2 separate regions of the Pan troglodytes genome follow, and region 2 is linked to region 1. Evidence: chromatin contacts called from public HiChIP or PLAC-seq data. All regions are on one chromosome and are shown on one strand. The core of a region is the stretch at or near the end of the contact, and the rest is flanking DNA. Distances in the headings are between cores, read along the strand shown.

Region 1 (3,403 bases), core at 231-2,730:
GATCCTCCCGTTGCTGGGAAGAGGAAACAGCCCTTCTCTCTCCTGGCCCCGAAGCCACCTCTGGGGAGTGGCTGGGGTCACAGCCAGAGTCTAGGAGAGCTGTGGAAGGGATGGAGAAGGGGAGACTGGGCTGGGGACAATAGCAGGAAGCCTTTGGGCTGGTCGCCCGCCCCAGTCCACCTTCCTCAGAGGGAGCAGGGTCGCGCCAAGGAGCCTGTGGAACCGGAGCTTTCCTTTCTCCAAGCCATTTCCCCCACTCTTAGCTCTTAGCCCCACACTCAGCACCTACCCTCCTTCCCACCCAACCCCCAACCAGGACAATCCAGGTGTCTAAAGCCTCGAAAAGAGGTGGGCCTAGGGCCAGGGGCTCGACGTGTCTCCCCCTCACCGGATCCGGGGCTCCGAGGAGGGGCCGGTAGCAGAGTCTGGGCCGGGACCGGGTCCCAGAGCCACGTTAGCGAGAGGAGGGGCTGGAGGGGCCTGCAGGCGCAGACGGAGAGGGGATAGGAGCGGGGGTTGGGGAGCGGAGGCGGGTCTCCCAGGCCAGGGAAACGGGGCCAGAGGCTGAGAACCGACGAGGGCGGGCCTGAGGCCGGCGCTCAGTGGGGACCGTGGGCTCAGGAGGCAGTTGCCAGCTCGGATGTCCTCCTTGGGAGACCTCAGTCTAACAAAGCCCCGGGCCGAGCGGGCTGAAGGAAGGAGATAGGCGCTGGGACCGATGTTGCTCGAGGGCCCCATTCGCCGCCTCTTTGCACGAGCCAACCCTTCAGAGGGTGCTCAGATTCCGGCTTGCACAAGGACAGAGGAGCACCCGTGACACAAAGTCCGGAACGATGCGCCCCTCTTCCCATCCCTTCAGGGGCGTCAGGAGGGTCTAGTTCTCCGTGGGTCTCGGAGCCCTAGTTTCCTTGCTGGGAAAGCAAGGGGCCAGGTTTTCCACCCTCTCTATGGAGCGCGCCTTAAATAATCCCTTTTCGCGCTTCCCAGTCCAGCGGGATGCGACTCGACGAAAGCCCAATTGAACGAGGTGCCCAGACTCTGCTCTCACCAGTACAGTTACGGGGCTCGGCCACTGTCCCTCCTTCCTCCCTGCACCCCAATTTCGTTGACCCTCTCCGTCAGCCAGGCACACCGGGCGCCGACACCCTCCCTGGTCCCCTAGCGCTTCAGAAGCTTGCCCCCCGCCGGCCGCGCCCTCCTGCTCCCTCCCCGCCTCCCCGCAGCCCCTTCCCTGCCCGGGGTACTTGCTCCAGGATTCGGGTCAGCGGGATCGAGATCGCCGCGGGCGGCCAGCGGCCACGCGCTGCGCTGAGTTCGCAATCCGTGGTTGTGCTCAGGCGAGATGCGATGAGCGTCCGAATTGGATGGTGCTTGAATTTGGGTTCCAGGGCGCTGTCGGGAGAGCCCTGGGTCCAAGTCCAGCCGCGGATCCGCGGAGGAAAACAATGCGACCGCCCGGGGCTCTGGGCTCGGCCCCAGTGGCCCCGCCCGCCTCCCAGCCGGGCCCACCTCCTGCCCGCCTTTGGTTCCCCGCGACTAATCCCGCCCTCGGAGGGCGGCTAGACACCGCCTTCTCGTCACCTCTCCGCCAATAGTGCTGCCCGGGGAGGGGCGCCAGGAGCACCGTCCACCCAGAGGGCCAGGCCGGGAGGCTGAACTGGAGACCAGAGACAGACGCGAGATGGAGAGACCCACGGACAGTCGCCGACACCGGGCAGAGGAAGAAATACATACAGAAGCAGAGACAGGCTGGCACAGGAGAGGCTCTGGGGAGAAATTTCACAAGAGAGGAAGAGGAGCTGGGAGGAGAAACAGACAGGAAACCTGGGAGCCTCGCGGGGCTGGGCTGGGCTATCAGAGCCTGCGCGATCCGTCCTCCCTTCCCCTCCTATACGGCTTGGGCGACCTTGCTCCCGAGGGCGCATCCCGCATCTCCCTGACTCTGCCCCCAACTCTCTGTTGCTCCTCTCTATGCGTTGTCCCTCTGTCTCCTTATTTCTCCCCGTAGGCCTCCTCTGGTTCGTCCTGACCCGGATAAGGAGGCCTAGCATGCGCGTGGGGGCTGGAGGCCTGGGAAAGGAAAGGAAGGTGTCAGCAGGAGGTTTCCCTTGTTTCCATGATCTCCTCCCCTCCCACCTCTACAAAGCAGCATGAGTTTGGGCCACTATGGCAAGAACTAGCTAGCAGTCAGGCTGTTGGGTAATGGAAGAGGGCAGGTGAGAGAGGCTGAAGCCAAAACAGATGTGGAAATGAAGACTAACTGACTCAGAGAAAGACACAAAGAGTAGCAACGCTAAGACTTGATAAAGTAACCCACACAGCCTTCCTGCCCCACAGACATACGTCCCACCTTTCCTCAGAGGACCCTGACATCCCTCCAAACAGCAAAACTGCCCCTTCTCCCTCCCCACCCTTCATAAAGCCCCTGGGAATGTCAGTGAGGAGGAAGAATAAACTACTACAGACAGGATTGCTTGGTACCTTGGTATTGCCTGGTAGGATTCTTCTCTATGTGGGGCTGGGACAAAAGACATTCTCAAAATTCTCCAGGAAAGTGGGTGGCCTGGGAGACACTGGCATTCTCAGATAGTTTTATCTGACTGAACACTTCTACCCACATCTTGGACTCTGGACTAGAGGAAAGGAGGGGGAAGGGGTTTGCCACTTTAGGCCAGCCTTAACTGGACTGTGATCAGGGAGGGGAGTATCAACAACTAGGCTAAGCCCCACAGCGAGTACACAAGAGACCTAAACATACACACACATGTGCACACGCACACACACAGAAAGAGAGAGACAGAGAGACAGATTTAAGGCCAGGTGAACCAGTAAGATGAACAGTAACTCAGTAAAGTCAGATCTAAAAAAATAGAAGAAGATAAACAGGGACAATATCTACACAGAATTAACGGCCGAGGGATCTTGGGTCCAAGGCAATTCAGCAAACTGTCAGACAGTTGGGGTTGTTTTAAAGGCTGGAAAGAAATTTTCAGAGAAAGACACCTCAAAATATAGAGGCACTGAGAGGTTAAAAGAAATCTCCTCAGCTCCTAGCACAGGGTTTAGGTACTCAGATACATGCTTATTGAACAGATTAGTGAGTGGGGATTAAGGTGTAATTCATTTAAAGTTTTAGGACCCAGCTCAAATCTCAGTTCAATCCAATAAGTATTAAACACTTACTTGAGACACAATCTACTACACAATCCACTGTGGGTTGTGGTTCCAGACTTTAAGAAAATGATAATATATTTGAATTAAAATAAGATTTGCACATACTAAACTATTAAAAAGTCTAAACTATTAAAAAGACAGTACTAAATATTAAATATTTAATAGTACTAAACTATTAAAAAGACAACACCAAGTCTCAAAAGAAAAGCTACATTGAACATGAATTTCC
Region 2 (3,403 bases), core at 555-3,054, 140 kb before region 1:
TCAAAGGAAGTTTGTGGTTTTTCTTTTCTTCTCTCTCTCTTTTTTGTTCTCATCAGGACGAAGAAAAATTAGGCAAGGACAAGCTCCCTGGAGGAGGAGGGGCCTGCCCAGCGCTGGTGGATTTCTATCAGGACTTTCTGACCCGGTCAGCAGCTTTGTGATCAGCAGAGAGGGAGCGAGAAACAGGAGAGAAAAACAACAGACCCTTTCTCTTCCCTCTGCCTGCCTCTAGAAGGGACGGAGCGCTTGTGCCTCTCTGGTGAGAATAGGGAAGAGCAAGTGCCCTTGCTAAGTAGGGAGGAGCAGGGCTGGACAGAAGCAGCTTGTTGGATCTGGGCTCTCTCTCTGGGTATGGCAGTCCTTTGCCCTGGATCCACAGAAGCAGGACCAAAGAGCACGATATTTGCATGTATTACTCAATTAATGTTAAAAACAAACAAACAAACAAACCCAGCTCTTTTCCCTCTGGAGCCCTCCAGAGAGCTCCTTTCCAAGTCCTTGCTGTATAATTTTAAGTCTAGAAATGAAACTGGTTGGGTTGTGCACCTGGTAGAGTGCAGAGGGTGTGGTAGAAGCCCCAGGCTCTGGGCGCGATGGCTGACGCCTGTAATCCCAGCACTTTGGGAAGCCAAGGCGGGCGGATCACAAGGTCAAGAGATCAAGACCAACCTGGCCAACATAGTGAAACCCCATCTCTACTAAAAATACAAAAATTAGCAGGGCATGGTGGCACATGCCTGTAGTCCCAGCTACTCGGGAGGCTGAGGCAGGAGAATCGCTTGAACCCGGGAGGCGGAGGTTGCAGTGAGCCAAGATCCTGCCACTGCACTCCAGCCTGAAGACGGAGCAAGACTCCGTCTCAAAAAGAAGAAGAAGAAGAAGAAAAGAACTGGCAGAGCAGGCAGGAGATCCAACACCCCTGTGCTCTGGATCTTGGTTCCACTGCAGGTCTCTCATCAGTCACCTCCTCTCGATTTACAGCTGGGGAAGCAGGAAAAGCTGGTGTGAGGCTGACGGTAGGAAATAAAGGGATAGATAAATAAATGAGGGAATTTTTGATGATGAGTGTCCATTTATTTGCAGTACCTGCACTACTCTGCGGCTGGAAAGTGGCAGTTAAGGGAGGTTGGAACCTAACTCCACATTCTGAAGGGTTCCCTAAACTCTATGTACAGGGCCGCCACAGGATGAAATTTCAAGCAACTCTAAAGGCTGAAAGAGCAATTGGAACAATTAGGGTGGCAGAGAGCAAAAAGCCAAGGTTACAACCGTCCAAGAAAGGAAGAAGATATTTGCCGAGGCTGTAGAAAAAAACAGGCTACAGAGTTGCAAAGGGAGAAGCAGCAGGAGTTGGCAGGAGACTGTAGGTGTTCACAAGAGGGGTCAAAGATTATTCTAATGTTCTCCTAACATGAACAACCACAAAATTGGTGGCGATTGAGTCAGTTTGGTAAAGGGCAGAATTTCTAGAAAGAAGATGATCTGTTTTGCCAAGTGTCATTTAAAATGTCACCAGATGCTCGGTGAGATATATGTAAAGATGTTATACTTGGCCTGATCTGAGAGGGAAAGTTCAGATGCCACAATAATGGGTTACTGTGACACATACACATTTGTTTACCAAACGACTGATCCCTCAGAAAACGATCCTTCCCTCGGTTGCTAGGGTCATTGCGGAGTTGAGGGACTACGTTTCCCACGTCGCCCCACGCCACGCCCCCTTGGCCTCGCCGGAAAGACGTCCCAGGAGCCTCTGGGCGTAGAGCCCCGCCTCCGCCGCTGGGGGCGGGGCGACGCCGGACTCCGGAGCGCCCGCTTACGCAGTTCCTCCCGGGGTCGGAGGCCGATTCGCCGTGTGGCGGGTTCGAGTCCCGCCTCCTGACTCTGGCCTCTAGTCCCTGAGTCCCGGGCGGGCTGCATTCGCCGGGGAAACCTCTCCTCGACCAGGGGCACCTCTACTCGACCAGGGGCGACGGCGTACTTTGGGCTTCATCATGGAGGACTACCTGCAGGGTTGTCGAGCTGCTCTGCAGGTAACGAATCCCTGTCTGTGACTGTAAGGAATGGAGCACGGGGTCCAGGAAGGACGAAGACGTGGGATCTGGGGGAGCCTCGACGGTCCGTGTGGAGGGAACACTGAGTTGTGGGGAGGGGGGTTGGGGCCTGATCAGTTTTGGGGCATGAGGAGCGAGGAGCGAGAAGCCAGTTTAGGAGCGTGAGAATGCTGCTTGTTCAGTCTCCCGGTTTTTGGCTCCCCGCCTTTGGGGTCCGCCTGAGAGCGGGGAGAAGTCTTGGGTCTGAATCCTGCATTTGAGCCTCTGCTTGCTGTCATCTTGGTCAGTTCCGTCAAAAGAACCAGGACTGTGCCGCCGCCAGCCTAGCCCCGCGAGGTGTGTTTATTCTTTTCTCCCCGCCCCTCTTTGAGTTCTCCGCACCCAAGGCTTTGCTTGGCCCACTGGCCTCCAGGTGAACCTCGGGGGTGTGGAGGGAACCGGTGCTCACGGCTTTATTTCCTCCGAATGGCAGTTTCTGTCTGGCGGGCTGAACTCATTTCTAGGTTAGAAGTAGTCACAGTATTTTACTTTAAGTCAGTGTTTTTAAGCCAAACATACAAAATCCATCAGGTATATTTGTTGACCCACAACCAGCATTCCTTTGCCTCCAGGTTTCTCCTTTGGCCTTAACGCACACAAATGACATAAAAATTCTCCACTTGGAAGGGATAAGCACAAAGTGTGTTTGGAATCAAAACCATAAATATGACTACTCAATGCTTTGTGGCTTATTTTTGGTGCTCTCTGACTCAGCTGGACTCACCCAGCCATGCTGAGCCGTCATGAGGCATTAGGCTGTTATCCCCAGTTAGCAGCAAAAAGCTAACCAGAGACAGGCTCCAGGAGGTCACCCGGCCCCTCTACTTTGAGTTATACTGCCCTGAAGAAACCTAGATAGACGGCTTGCTGAGCTTTCCTTTTTAGATATCTTAAACTCTACAAATTCCCCTGAGGGACAGATTCTGGTCTTTAACAAATCCTGAAAGTCACTTAATTCCTGCTGCAGACTCAGCTGCTGGAATAAATGAATTGTCTTCATATTGAATTGGGGAGAAGGTCCATTTTAACACCAATTACATAGACATTTTCCTTGTGAAAAACAAATTTGGGGAGTTATTTCAATGCATAAGGCCATTTGGAACCAATCCCTTTTTGTTACCTCTGAGTCCACCACAGGGTGCTTATTGGAGGACTAATGTAGAGTTTTTGGGGCACCGTTCTAAGTGCTAAACAGTTGGATTTTGCCCCCCAGTAACCCAAATGACGGGTCTCTTCCACCATTTGGTAAAGTGCCCTTGGACCTGAAACCTCACCAAATAGTATTTCTTTGCATGCATCTACTCTCCAGT

What was found. HiChIP or PLAC-seq counts read pairs in DNA pulled down with a chosen protein or histone mark.
Region 2: an H3K4me3 HiChIP or PLAC-seq map of stem cell-derived excitatory neurons shows a contact between it and region 1, with 2.5 times the contacts expected there. The contact joins the promoter of MINDY1 here to the promoter of SEMA6C in region 1. A contact is called at or near these places in 1 of 7 Hi-C or Micro-C datasets (stem cell-derived neural progenitor cells) and 1 of 1 datasets of contacts at active chromatin or transcription factors (stem cell-derived excitatory neurons).

What each region holds. Positions count from the first base shown.
Region 1 is chr1:98,067,397-98,070,799 of NHGRI_mPanTro3-v2.0_pri, reverse strand. SEMA6C (semaphorin 6C) reads right to left here and starts at 1,480. Exons shown (of 19, transcript XM_063813718.1): 1 at 1,245-1,480. It overlaps LYSMD1 (LysM domain containing 1), which reads right to left. Exons shown (of 4, transcript XR_001709395.4): 4 at 1,696-1,766.
Region 2 is chr1:98,205,267-98,208,669 of NHGRI_mPanTro3-v2.0_pri, reverse strand. MINDY1 (MINDY lysine 48 deubiquitinase 1) reads right to left here and starts at 1,804. Exons shown (of 10, transcript XM_016926769.2): 1 at 1,610-1,804. The coding sequence starts at 1,613. PRUNE1 (prune exopolyphosphatase 1) reads left to right here and starts at 1,763. Exons shown (of 8, transcript NM_001280211.1): 1 at 1,763-2,033. The coding sequence starts at 1,995.